4 separate regions of the Mus musculus genome follow, and regions 2, 3 and 4 are each linked to region 1. The links are chromatin contacts, called in public Hi-C and targeted proximity ligation maps. All regions are on one chromosome and are shown on one strand. The core of a region is the stretch at or near the end of the contact, and the rest is flanking DNA. Distances in the headings are between cores, read along the strand shown. Region 1 has its middle 66 kb from the start of Mir3970. Region 2 has its middle 3.9 kb from the start of Gm29863. Region 3 has its middle 30 kb from the start of Gm36860. Region 4 overlaps Gm36914 (a long non-coding RNA gene).

Region 1 (3,315 bases), core at 615-3,114:
CAAGTATAAGATGTGTGGCTTTCAATAAATGGCTTTACACCTAGGAGCCGTGGCTTTTTAACCTGTCAGTTGGAAATTTCCAATCAGTTACAGATGTTCCTACAGCCTCAGTACCACTTAAGAGACCACATGGACACATCGTATACATCACAACACATAGCATGCAGAGAGCACTTAGAGCTACTCTAGGGAAGAGCAATCAGAAGTACGTTGGAGGTGCACTTACACACAAAACAAACATAGTAGTTTAGTCCAAGCTGAGGGAAAACAGTCCCAATCCAGCTGGCAAGTTGTGTCGTTCACTTATGAGCCACGAGCCATTTGTTATAAAAGAGAACCTAACATGAATTAACCACTAAAGCCACATTTAAACAGGACTGATGCTGTGGACTAGGTAACTGAGTCAACAGCTTAGCATCATTCTCCCTTGGCTTTGGTACTTGCTAACTGTATGACCTTGGTCGAGTCATGTACTCTTTCTGAGCCCAGCAACCTTATCCATAACATGTGGGCTCTAAGTAGCATATCACACAGAATGTTACGATGATGAAAAAGACCACTCAGCCTAAGCTGATGCACACCTTTAATCCCAGTACTTGGGAGGCAGAGGCAAACACATCTCTGTGAGTTCGAGGTCAAGCTGACAAGTTCCAGGACAGCCAAGGTTACACAGAGACGATACCCCTCCAAAAAGACCATTCATTGGGCAGGAGAGACGGCTCAGTAGGTAAGGTCAATGGCTGTTTCAGCGGACCTACCTTCTATTCCCAGGCCTGACCAGACCTCTTACAACCACCCAACTCCTGTTCCAGGGGGTCTGATGCCCTCCTCGGGCCCCGGCAGGCACCAGACACATACATGCTGCACAGGCACACATGCAGGCAAGTCATACACATAAAATGAAATATTAAAAAAATTACATGCATTAAAAGTCCATAACACAAAGGTGAGACGGAGCTCAGCTGCTACTTCATCTCCTCACCTCTGGCTCTGTATAATGAGCGGAGGTTTAAGAGGCAGGGTGAAACAAGACCAAACAAAGCCAGAACAAGCCAAAGCTAAATACCTGAAGCAAAAAGTACAGTTGAGCATGTTGTTTGGGCACTCGAAGGTGAGAAGTTAAGGACGAAGGATGGAAGGATTTGACTAGAGCTATCAGAGAGAACACACAACACCCAGATCTGAATTTCAGATGAACAATGGATTTCTTCAGTATCCCAAATATTGCACCAGACATTCTTTTACTAAATAAATTATTCATTGTTTATCTGAAATTCTAGTATAAATGGGTGTCAGTGTTTTCATTTACCAAACCATGCAACCTCGACAGCCTGATTTTTGTAAGAAATCTCTTAACCCTGTAAGGACACTCGGAGTTCAGAAGAGCCTGACGTGGGCAACTGCAGAGCCATCCTGGGAAAGGTCGCACCCTCTGCCACCCTTTGTTTTGTGAAGCAAGGGCCTCATGGGGAAAACCTCAAGTGAGCAATTTTCCCTTCCCTGCACCCTCCACATGAGCCTGCTGCAGAGAATGCTGGGGAGCCTGCTGCAGCCTCCTTACCCGCTTGGGTCTCTGTGACCCAGGTTTTCCTTGGGTGAGGCCCTGTGGTCACGCTATAGTGACTGTTTGAACCCCCACCACACCCTGCTTGGTTGCCAGTGGGTGGGGGCAGAAGAGGTAGAAACAGGGAAAGAATGCTTAGCCGTTTTGATCAGCTGGGTTGTGCTTTGTCAGATGGTCTCACAAAACTTTAATTCCTGCTTTGATGCCTAGTGGCCGCACAGTGTCCTCGCCAGGCTTGTCTTAATAGGCTGCTTGCATGAAGTCAGACGGATCGCCTTTGTTGCACTTTCGTACACCTCATGACAGCGGCTCTTTTACGTTAAGGAGGAAACTCTGTGGTTAAACTGTAGCCTAGGTATTTTTAGAGCCGTTACCATGTTAACCAAATTTCATACATTTCACCTGCAGGATATGCAGTAACACCAAGGCCTTCCCTAAAAGCTAACCAAAAAAAAAAAATGTATTTAAGCAATTAATGCAATTAATACTGTCTTTAGGACTAAGACCATGTTATCTGAGAACAGAGTCGCTGGTGCTGACACCTTTTCTCTTCTATTTTTTTTCTTTTTGAATGGATGGATGGTAATGTCTTTAAGGGAGTACCTTTTTCTTTGATACAAGTGACTTGAAGGGCCAGAACCAAAAGCTTAAAGCTGGTTAGTTCTAAAGGTCAGAGCCTGAAGGCAGCGACTCCTTTGTGAATCATTAAGCTTTCCTAAGCTGCTTCTGACAGACTTCTGGCTTTGCGCCACCTGTCTTGGGTCATTTTACACTGCGAATCCTTATGCTGTTCCAGTTTTTAAGTCAGTAGCAAAGGTTATGAGAAAGACAGAACTTGTGTTGCTGTTGTTTTCCTTCTCAATCCGGCATCGCCCCTAAGCTTTCAGAGCACAGAGCCAGTTTGTGTTTAGGGCATCTTCACACGCCCTACTAGAGAGCATTTAAAGAAGACCCATGGGTCCACAGATGAGCCAGATGTGATGGAAGGGATACCCATTAGCAATAAAGTGAGAGTCCCCATCACTACTGACCAGTGATTTTCACCACTAATCCCAGCACTGAAAGTTCAAGATAGAACTAATATCTGAGGTGCTATCAGATATTATCTTCCATCATCAGTTAAACTGGATGAGTTTTGACATACTTAGAATTCGCTGTGTTAGCCCAATGAGGTTCAAGTGACAGGACACGTCACTGCCAAGTTCTATGCCAGTTTATCTTCTAGTCATCTGAATAAAAGTCACTCTGCACCAAAAAAATTCTCTTAAACACAACGAAATTCTGTTTTATGGAGCCAAGGGACATTAAGCTGCTAAAACACATGCTTTCAAAATCGAATGTGGAATAGCTGTCCTGTTTCTCAAGGGAAAAAATACACAGTTAAACCTTGCTTATTCATAATAACCCAAACTTCCGGAAGGCTTAAGCATTTGGAATTGCTCCAAACCCAAAAGAGGGGAGGAGGGAAAGGGAAGGGTTTGGAGAGCAAGGGGATGGGGGGGGGGGGGGGGATGGAGGGAGAGAAGGACAGAATGAACCAGCAGCAAGCAAGCCAGTTTTTAGAAGTAGACCTGAAACCCTAGCAACACTGAAAGAAGACCTGGAGCTTGCATCTGATTGGCTTACCAGCCAGCCGGAATGCTGAGCTCTGATTGGCTAGTGATGATGTCTCCAAATAATCAGCCTTTTGCAGGGAAGCAAATTTATCTGGCAGAAAGGACAGGAGGTAGAAGAAGCAGGCAAGAAGCAAA
Region 2 (3,535 bases), core at 284-2,783, 140 kb before region 1:
GTGTGGCTTAAAGTTCACCAGGAGTGCACTGCAGAGAGAGCACAGCACATCTTGTTCTGTCAGGGGATCAGCACTGGCCTGTAAATAGAATAACTAATTTAGTTACAGGACATAGGCAAACTGTGGGAGGAAGAGAAGGGCTAGGACTGAGGACAGGACTCAGCTTAACCATTTCTGGGTAAGGGTCTACTTTTTAAATAACAAGAGAAGTTAAATGCACTTTGGATCTGTCTTTTGCCAGTCATCCCAGCTGGCTAGCTGCCAGCAAGCCAACCTACAAAGGTGGTCACTGCAAATGTATTTAATTTCAGGCATGGATGCTCAACATACCTTGAAATTGCCCCACATGAAGAACTCCCAGTCCTACCCTTCCCTTCTCTTAGGAAGGAAGTACCTGCACTGTAACCATACACTTCCACCACCTACCTCTCTGACTTAAACTCTTGAGCATTCTTTCTGGATTTTTATTTCTCCCTTAGAAGAAGAAAAGCAGAGACTTTTGTCATGTAGTCTACTTTCTATGGGACATTGCTTTATCAGGGTTAGGGCGACAAGTCAGTTGGTAAAGTTCTTGGTGTGCAAGCATGAGGTCCTGAGTTCAAACCCCAGCACCCATAAAAAAAGCTAGGTGTGGTGGTGAGCACTTGAGAGGCCAGTGCTGGGGAGGCAGAGGCGGACTAATCCCCAGGGCTTGGTGAGCAGCTGCTCTAGTCTAATGGAGCCTCAGATCTATTGAGGGACATTGTCTCAAGAACCAGGTGGATGGCTCTTGAGGAATGACACTTGAGATTGACCTCTGGCCACCACATGCATGCATGTACACACACACACACACACACACACACACACACACACACACACACACAATTGTTTTATTATCTTAGAGACTTTCTTCCACACTGGGTCTTTCCATTTTGTAAAATTAAGTATAGAATGGAAAAATATTTTTTTCTTAACCCTGCTACTCTCTTTTGCTATGTCCCTAGCTTTGATGTTTGCTAGCAAGGGTAGAACTAAGTTATGCTGTAATAACAAATGATTTTTACATCTCATGATATGTTCAATGGACAATATTTATCTGTTCTGTGCATATGTTTCAATCTTTTGCTTTTCTCATCTAAGTGGAGGATCTCCTCCTGAACCATTGTGGGGGTTAGGGCGGAGGAGGAGGAAGAAGAAGAAGAGGAGGAAGAAGAGAAGAAAGAAGTCAGGGAGAAAAGGGGGATGAACAATGGAGGAGAAGAAGGAGAGAGGAAGAAGAAACAGAGAGAAAGAAGAGATTAAAGATCAAAGTGCAGGCTTTTCACCACTTTGGTCCAGAAAACTTCAGACTTATAACTGAACAGCAGCATGGCCCCTCCTCAAATGTAAGGGCCTTGAGAAATGGCATCTGCCTCTTAACTGGAGGACGAATGATCGGCATTAGTGATAGAGCCTTACTTAATTCAACTACACTCCTTTGAGCCACTCTCCATGTCACTTACCTTCCTGTCAGCTTGCCTATTTTTAGAACAGAGCTCTTGTTACCACCTGAAAGTGCCTTTGGTTTCATTTTTGTCTTGTATCACGGTGTCCTGGTGGTTGGTTATCTAGCCCTGTTATCTCTGCTCCTTCAGTTTTGGTTCCTTTGTAAAACCTGACCCACATGCTATCATTGATCTCTCTGAATTGCCTTCTTGGTCTGTGCTGTGTTGGATAGGTGTCACCTCAAGGCTCACCCATGAATGGCTTGGTATCCAGCCTTTATGCTATAAGAAGATGGTGGAACTTCTGAGAGGTGCAGGTGGAAGGCTTCAGGCCTTTAAGGGATTTTCTTCCCTTTTTGTTTTTTCTCTCTCTGGCCATGGGTTTGATGGTTTTACTCCACCTTGATGTAGCAGGCATGGTGGCGGCCGACAGAGTCAACTGATCCCAGCCTGAAACCTCGTACACAATGAGCCAAAGTCAACTGCTCTACTCAGAAGAGCATCGGTTACGGGGAGAAGCTGACCAAGGCATTGGAAGCCTGCCTCCGTCCCTTTATGCTTCTTTCCCCAGCATCCCTCACTAACGTCTCTTGCTTTTCTTCCTGGCTAATAGAGCTAGCCAGGTGGCCCAGGCTATCCTCGCATCTCTCCGTGTGCTCTTTCCCTTAAGCTTCAGTGCGAGCATCCAGTGCCCCAATGCTCAGCTAACCCACCTGTCCATCACTTTCTCCAGATCTAGGATTAAACTTTCTTTTACTGAGTTTATGCTCGTGTTTTAAAAATGAATATGAATTCATCCTCTCTGAGAAACAGACCTTCTTTTGACCTAGCAATTTCCGTTAATGGAACTGCATGAGAACACTCTGGACAAAAGTGAAGAGTACTCCAGCTTAAGTGGACTAAAAACATAAATTCATTACGTCTAGTGTCAAGAAGCGTCCATCAGCTCTGTTCACAAATGTATCTCTCAGCCCTGAGTTAGCCTCTCTAGTTACAAGAACCCTGCTCATTCTTAGAGACAAGCTGACCTCCACTCAGCCATGGCTATTTGGCAGCACCATTTTGATACCCACTGGAGTCATTTCAAAGGTTTCTAATAAGAAATAAATGATATCCTAATATTATTAGTAAAGACTAAAAATCATCTATCCATAATGGTTGGGACTGGCCAAATGATTTGGACTTCATTTTTAAAAGTTGACAGAATTTGTACATATATACAAATATCTGAACTGTAAATTTTATATGTATGTAGAAGATATATATCTATATATATCTATGAGATATTTGGGGAATGAGATCTAATTATAAACAAAGAATTTATACAACTCTTGTCAGCTTTCTGTCTTTGTGATGAAATACTTGAGACAATCACACTGAGGGAGGAAAGATTTATTTTTGGCTCCTAGTTCCAAAGATTTTTTTTCTTGGTTCTATTGTTTCTGGGCCTGTGATAAAGAATAGCATCGTGCCAAGGATTAGTGGTGGAGCAAACCTGCCTGCTTCTCAGTAGCCAAGGAAGGAGATGGGGCGGGGAGGGTGATGAGAGAGAGAAAAGTGGGGGAGGGAGAAAGGAAGACAGAAAGGGAGAGGGGAAGGAAGGAGAGATGGGGGCATACCTTTAAGGATTCATTTCCAGTGACTTACTTCCTTCAAGGCACACACATCTCTACCACCTCACAACAGCTCTTTCAGTTCTGACTCAATCAATGGGTTAATTCACTGGTGAAGGTAGAGCTCTCCAGATCCATCACCCAGAAAGGCTTGACCTTTGAAAACCGCCTTGGGACCTAAGTTTCAACTTAGGAGCTTTGGGGAGACATTTCAGATCCAAACCATAACAAATTAAAACATATCGTCTGAAGGGAGCTTAATGCAATATTATTTTGTGTGACTGTTCTGATGGCAATCCATCAAAATAAAATCAGGTGTTAAATTTTCCACTGTGGCATCATGCCAGTACCCAAAGCATTTCCAGATTTGGAGTTTTAAGATTAGAGATGCTCAGCCAGTGTTTCTGATGAAGAAAGTGAGGCCAAGTGTGTTGCCAGAGTGACACAGCTACTAAG
Region 3 (3,418 bases), core at 881-3,380, 210 kb before region 1:
AAATGAAAATAGTCCTTTCCTCCATATGACTTGCCTTCTTGACAAGGGTTCCTTGGGGCCCAGACTATTGTAGAGTTCCTGAGACAAGTCTATTAGTTTCCCTGCCCATCTCTCCTTCTTCCTTATGCATGCCTCTAGAGTTGGGGTTGTGACCAGTTCCAGATAATCACCTTTGTTCTGCCTTAGAATCCTTCTACCTGCTTGTGGTGGTTTGTATATTCTTGGACCAGGGAGTGGCACCATTTGGAGGTGTGGCCTTGTTGGTATAGGTGTGACCTGGTTGGAGTAGGTGTGTCACTGTGGGTGTGGGCTTAAGACTCTCACCCCAGTTGCCTGGAAGTCAGTCTTCCACTAGCAGCCTTTGGATGAAGACATAGAACTCTCAAGTCTGCCTGCGCCATGCCTGCCTGGATACTGCCATACTCCCACCTTGATGATAATGGACTGAACCTCTGAACCTGTAAGCCAGCCCCAATTAAATGTTGTTTTTATAAGACTTGCATTGGTCATGGTGTCTGTTCACAGCAGTAAAACCCTGACTAAGACACTGCCCAAGGCTAAGCTTGACATGTCTGGCTTCTACTCTTTCTGAGTAAGATGCCTCCTGGGACACTTTTGGTTTTCAACATGCTTCTTTCACACCTTGACACAGACATGGCCACCTCCACCACCTTATCAGTTCTGCACACACCTGGCTCATTTTAAACCTTAGCAATGAACACAGCATACATTGTCTTGCAGCTACTGCTGAAACATCTCAGCAATTCCTGAGTCCCCAGCAGTCAATGTCACATGCCAACATGATGTCCTGGCTATGAAGAACTGTCTAATATTTTATTTACATTATATATGTATGTATATCTCTACACAGGCTATTCTTTTGAGTTATAATTTCTTAAGATAAGTGTCTATGTCTAAAGGACACGCACATTCTTGGGGGTTTTGACACACATGGTCACATTGGAATGATACTCACAAGTAGACTGGGCTGCCATTAATACAGCATATAGAATTGAGGTCCTGTTTGTTTTTGAGCTGCAGCGTTCTGGTGCACAGGAGTCACCATGGGCTTGGAGACTAGGAATTCAGCTCCTCTTTTCCTCTTCTTAGGAGTCATGTACTCTTAGGGAAGTTAACACTCTTGCTTCATCTTGCTCATCTGTGAAACCATAGTGCAGGCTTTCCCTGCCCACCTCACAGAATGGTGGCAGAGGATCAACCGTGATAAGAGAGCACTTTGAATGTGCCAAGAACTTGGTCAGCATCCTAGGGCACTGTGCATTAGTGGCTCATGCTCCCTTATGAGTTCTTCATTCCCCATCAACACATTCAGCCAGGGATAAGCACAGATGCACAATGCCCCACATTGTGTCTCAGGCAGACTCTGAGATGGGCTAGGGCAAGACTTGTGGATAACAGAACTGGAGCAGGGCTAGGGGCTGCTAGCATGCCATCCTGGTGGAGTAATTAAATACTAATGCATGTCTGGCATTGACAGGCACTCTTACCATTTGTGGATCTTCTCCCTGCTGTCTCATGAAAAGAAGGTGCATTTGGGTAGAGACTGACTGAAGACTATTTCCATTCTGTCAGGGAGCAAACTTTCTCAAAGAGCAGTCAGGAGGTGGGCCAAGGAAAGCTAAGAACATGATAGACAACGTGGATTGCTTTTGATGTTGAGTTTTTGGTGCCCACATTTGTCTCACTTAAGCTCACTGTGAGAGAGGGAAGGGGGAAGTAATGGAAGGAGAGAAGAAGGGAGGGAGGGAAAGAAAGAGAAAGAATAGAATGGAAAGCGCTGTAGGCACTACAGAGAGCCCATTATCTCAAAAATAATTATTCCCTTTTAGAAAGTCCCTGCAGCGAGGCTGGGGACAGAGAACAGATGTGGCTCTTAGTCAAGAATACTTAGAACCCAAACCAGAAATTCAGCTACGGGAATAGCTGTCAGCCAGGACGAAAGGCCATGTTGACATGGTTGGTACTGAGCAATAGTGTCTAGCCCCTCGAAATGCAAATGCTGTTGTTTGCAGTACAAAAGCTCCGGTTTTCCCTTCAACAGAGCGTGTACTATTAAAATAGCATGTCCCGTGTGGAATTGCCACACATTCTTTCCATTTTTCCCCCTAGTGTGAGTCAGAGTGCTGATTCTCGACAAGGCCAAAAAGAAAGCCATCTAATTTACATGGGCACAGAGGACCCACATCTGGATGAAGTTAGCCCGAATGGGAATTACTTGCAACATTTAAATATAGGCGTGCAGAACTTCCTTGTTTTGACCATATGAGGCGTTCACATACAATTCCATGAAAGCAAAACCTGAAAGTCTACTTCTTATTAAAAGGAGCCCATGCTCATTCTGTCATTACAGAACTGACCCAAACCTACAGACTGGCTGTGAACGGTAAGAGGCCATCGGACTTTCATCAGCCCCCGCAACGGCTGGAGTGAGATAGCAACCGTCAAAGGAACATTACATTCCCCCATGTTTGTGCCAAGATGCTAGTGGGATCTGAGATCTGTCCCATCTGGAAATCCCAAGGATGGTAGTGAGCTGCAGATGCTGGGCAACCCGGATGGAGACCGTTGAGACTGTCAAGTACACACCAGATAGATCCTGTAGGCTTTAATGAATAGCATTAGCAGACATGTCCAGTTTAAGTCAATGCAGGGAGAGAAAATATGGACAGTGGAGAACAGCCATTGGGAAGGATAATATGAACAGTTGATGAATAGGGACGAGGAGACATTCTTACTATAGACTTTAGTGTGGAAAGTGGTAGACAAATAAGAAAGATTATCTTGTTAGAGGCTAAAGAATCTGAAAAAATTACTTTGTGACAGCATTTAACTCCTGTGAATTCTCTACCTTTGCCATGCTCAGTTTCTGCCAAGCGACATTTACTAGGATTTTAGGCATTTGGCCTCAACTTCGGTATCCTTCTCTGGGCTTCTGGACCGTGTTCTGAAGAAACACGATAATACCATCTTTGCCATTGGCTCCATCCGAATTCCTTTCAGGGTGGGTATCTGTCTTTAGTTAGGAAAGGTACTTGCTAAGCTGCTAATCATGGGACTGAGCCTCCTCAAGCATGGGCTAACAGGCAGATGAGGGCAAACCCACCTCACATTGAATTTAGGTTAAAAAGGGAAGATGTGTGAGGGAGAAGAAAACAAGCGTGGAAGGAAAGCTTATGATGGATCTGGCAAAGGCCTCAGCACGTGAGAGGTTGGATAGGAAAAGGCTCCCAATACCACATGCCCACTCTTCAGCCTGAAGCTTCTTTGGAATCTTGCCTCTCCACGGCCACGGCTCCGGTTAAAGTCCTTCTAGAGAGATGTGAATGTCCTTGAGTTTGCTGGCTCCTAGGAGCTGATGGAGTTTCACGTTGGAGTTGAGGAATTAGTGACTTGGGAG
Region 4 (3,498 bases), core at 718-3,217, 250 kb before region 1:
TGGGCATTACCTGTGAGTTCCCAAGACAGTGTGCTACGTGGTGCCTATGTTTCTATTTATCTGAATCTGGGAGCTGTTTCTGAGGTCTCTTCCCTGTTGATGCCAGCAGGTCCTAAATTCAGGCTGCTGGAGCCTGACCTCCTCCACGTGGTATCTCTGATCTCTGTGAATGAAGGTAGACCTTTTCTGCATCTGCTACACTTCTGTAATCTTGGGCTTGCTCATTAATCTCCAGAGAGTGGAGAGCTTGCAGTAAGGGTCCATGGCATCATTTTGAATATACCTTCAATGCCCAACTCATTTTAGGGATTCAGAAAAATGATGCTTTTTTGTTAACAAAAACTTTGGTTTTTCCTTTGAAACAATGCTTCAAAGAGGCTGTCATGTTATCCTTATTCCTGTAAATCAACAACTGACAACTTTGTATGAGTGTGAGTTTGTGTGTGTGTGTTTTGGGTGAGGGTGAAAGGGATAGATGAGGTCTAAGTCAAACTGAGAAATAAGAATTTCAGACTCTTATCTGCCTCTGTTAAGACCCTCATTTTAGCAGATCAGTTATTCTGACTTATCATAAGAATTTAAAAGACAAAAACAAAACATTACAGTTTCGAAACCCTACAATCCAGCTAAGAACTAATAAGAAACCTGGTGAATGAGAAATAAAATACTGATAGAAATAAGAGGTACAGTTTTTATGTCTTAGTTTATTATTTTAAAAACCATGAATGGCAGAGGATGTTGTGAAAGCATTTGGGAAGCAAGCCTAGGGAATAAGTTGGGGAGCAGAAGGTGAGACTGGGAAGCCAGTTCCCACTGTGGTCTCACTGGATACTCCTGAAAGGAGTAGAACACACCTCGGGCTTATCGAAGAGCTAGGAAGCTGGCTTGTTACTGTCTCTCATGTCTACTTCTGAGGGATAAACTTGCACCTTGCTTTGTGCTCAGACTCACTGCACTTTGATGCCAGAGAGGCTCAGGGCTCCTGGAAGTGGCTATCTGTGGATTTGGATGAGTGCTGAAGCAGTGGGGGAGAGGGGAAATGTGGGGAGAAGAGTTTGCAGTACCAATTACGAATCCTCAAGTGTTCTTGCATTTGCTCATAAGAACCGGACTCCGGATTTACAATAAAATGTGCGCAACACAAACCTACAGATTGAGTTAGGTAACTGGTTCTCAGCTGGGTGTAATTTAGTCTCTTCCCTTGGAGAATAGTTTGTCAGTGTCTGAAATTGGTTTTAGCTGTCATAAGTGGGAGGGTGAGAGTTCTGGTGTCTAGTGGGCAGGGACCCAATTACCCCTAAACTAATAACTAGACTAAAATTTCAACAGCGCTGAGGGTTTGATTCTCTAGGTTAGGGTTATTAAAAATTTCAGATAACACAAAGGTTCAGAGAACCTTTCTTTGGCTTATAAAGCCAGTACAAGGCCAAGATTGAACTAGACTTCTATTTCCAAAGCTTGTGTCTTCTAGAGATCAAGATACCGAAAAATAGAACAACTCACAACAAACAAACATCCCCAGATCTATACTGGCCATACCTCCTGGCCCAGAACTTCAAAGGCTTCTGAAACTGGGTGAAGCTGGCTGGAGCTGGCTGGGGCTGGCTGGGGCTGGCTGGGGCTGGCTGGGGCTGGCTGGGGCTGGCTGGGGCTTGGGGGAGGTGGAGAATGAGAACCTTTCCCATCCTCTTCTGGCCTTGCTCTCTCCTGGGCAAGTTGGGGCAGGTTCCCTGGGCACAAATCCCAGATTTGCATACCAGGCCTGGCTAGGTGCCCTTAGCTGGAAGCTCCAACTCCTTTGCAATGTACACGGTTGTCCTTCTTCAGCCAAGGTTGGCTGGTGGTTCTTTGTGGAATGGCAGCGCCCCACATTCCCCCAGGCTTGGGATGGTCTCTGGCAAGCTAGTGGAGTGAAGAGTTACAGGTGGTGCAGACATGGTTTGGAAGGAATCCCAGCTGGGGCAGCACCAAGAACCTTCTGATCGCTAACCAGATAACTGCGGTGGCTTGCAGACTCCCAGGAACCTCCCCTACTCTAGGAAACTAGCTTCAAGGGCAACACGGGCTTCTGAGAAGCCAGAAGAAGCTCAAAAGTGGAAACTCCTCTGTCAGCTTTGCCTTCTCAGCTTATAATTTTTTTTTCTTTTTCCCGAAAGCACCGAGTTCTCCGTTGCCATGTCCCTTAAGATGGGGAGTCAGCCTAGGAATGAACAGAGAAGTGGAACTCAGGATACAAAGACAGTCACAACCGGAAGACAAGGTGCAAATACTGATGGGGCTCTGAGCTTAGCTGTTTGTTTTGGGGGGGTTGATGGACACTTTGGGTTAGGTTTTTTTTTTTTTTTTTTTTTTTTTTTTTGCACAGGCAAAACCTAGGCTCCTTTGAATGCCCTCGGCTCTGCAGTGTCCTGGTCTTCTGGTTTCCAGACTCACATCTTGCCTCAGGGGGATTGACAGCTATCCCACATGCTGTTTCTGATCTGTTTAATCAAACTTTCATTTGATGTTGGTTGGAATTTCACATGTGGACCAAATACAAAGAAATTAAGTGATTCCAGCAGCTTGAATCTAAGGGAAGCATTAATCTTTGATATCAAATAATCTGTTTCCAGGGGCACTGGGTAAAAGCTGGTTCATTTGTTCATTCATTACTTCATTCCCCCCTCACCCCCATGTGGCAAGCAATTACTAAGGACTACCCTGCTCAAAGCTTTTCATAGGTATTGTGAGGGTCATTAAGGGAAGTGCAAAGAAGCTTAAGATCTAATGAGGGAAAGAGATGATCTAGCCCACCTTGCAGGACAGAAGTTGGCATACTGCAGAAACTCACTTCTGGGCTATGAAATGATTCTGGCATAGAGAAGAGGGAACAATATGTGGTATAATCTAAGAAAGTGTACCACGGTAGAGGAAGAGAAAAATGGTATTTTATTGAGGAGCAGGTATGGAAAAACATACCGACCAAGTAGGCTCGGTTCTTAAAAAAATTTTTAAAATTATCATCTTGTCCTATTTTTATACTGTCCTGTTCTTAGAATAGTTAACTTTTTGTATTAAATAATATCAAGACATAGCTTGTGGAGCATTGCATTCCTGTAAACAGTGACTATTCCATATGTACAGACATCAATGGTGGGATTTCTTACAACTAGAGTGACTTGATATTTTTTGATATTTTTTCTTGACTAATAATTATGTAAATTTGGGGCCTTGATCTGTGTATTGTTGCCCAATTTTGTCCTCTCTACATCTTTCCCTCTTTTAATTCCTTCCTCTTCTTTCTGAACTGAGGCCTGAGCCTGGGGTTCCAAGCTTCTTAGGGAAGCACTTTTCCATCATGCTGCATGCCCAGCGAATAGTTCATTCTTTTCAATAGCTTATATTTACTCTTTTGAAGAATCGTTCTGCTGTGATACATTGAAAGTGAAATAAGGAGACGCTTTTCTACGCGCAGGTGCCCTGAGAACATTTTTGTGAAACATTGCTGACCTCAGTCTT

Evidence for each region. A called contact is a pair of places that touch in the nucleus more often than the background predicts.
Region 2: a targeted proximity ligation map of CD8 T cells shows a contact between it and region 1, with 7 read pairs. A contact is called at or near these places in 3 of 39 promoter capture datasets (the 3T3-L1 cell line and liver), 13 of 484 Hi-C or Micro-C datasets (the 3T3-L1 cell line, 3T3-L1-derived adipocytes, CD4 T cells and 7 more) and 10 of 130 datasets of targeted methods (CD8 T cells, DN3 thymocytes, the NIH/3T3 cell line and 6 more).
Region 3: a targeted proximity ligation map of large pre-B cells shows a contact between it and region 1, with 4 times the contacts expected there. A contact is called at or near these places in 1 of 39 promoter capture datasets (the 3T3-L1 cell line), 8 of 484 Hi-C or Micro-C datasets (the G1E-ER4 cell line, the HPC-7 cell line, the MC3T3-E1 cell line and 2 more) and 10 of 130 datasets of targeted methods (CD8 T cells, DN3 thymocytes, the NIH/3T3 cell line and 6 more).
Region 4: a Hi-C map of liver shows a contact between it and region 1, with 3 times the contacts expected there. A contact is called at or near these places in 1 of 39 promoter capture datasets (the 3T3-L1 cell line), 25 of 484 Hi-C or Micro-C datasets (the AML12 cell line, B cells, CD4 T cells and 19 more) and 9 of 130 datasets of targeted methods (the 230-238 cell line, the NIH/3T3 cell line, double positive thymocytes and 5 more).

The regions. Positions count from the first base shown.
Region 1 is chr19:33,221,182-33,224,496 of GRCm38.p6, forward strand. It overlaps the pseudogene Rnls. Among named protein-coding and RNA genes, the nearest start is that of Mir3970, 66 kb to the left of the region's middle.
Region 2 is chr19:33,080,133-33,083,667 of GRCm38.p6, forward strand. No RefSeq gene overlaps it. Among named protein-coding and RNA genes, the nearest start is that of Gm29863, 3.9 kb to the right of the region's middle.
Region 3 is chr19:33,009,066-33,012,483 of GRCm38.p6, forward strand. No RefSeq gene overlaps it. Among named protein-coding and RNA genes, the nearest start is that of Gm36860, 30 kb to the left of the region's middle.
Region 4 is chr19:32,973,189-32,976,686 of GRCm38.p6, forward strand. Gm36914 (a long non-coding RNA gene) reads left to right here. Exons shown (of 4, transcript XR_877816.2): 3 at 2,157-2,260; 4 at 2,366-2,435. Gm36860 (a long non-coding RNA gene) reads right to left here. Exons shown (of 3, transcript XR_877814.3): 2 at 1-2,200. Among named protein-coding and RNA genes, the nearest start is that of Gm36860, 5.4 kb to the right of the region's middle.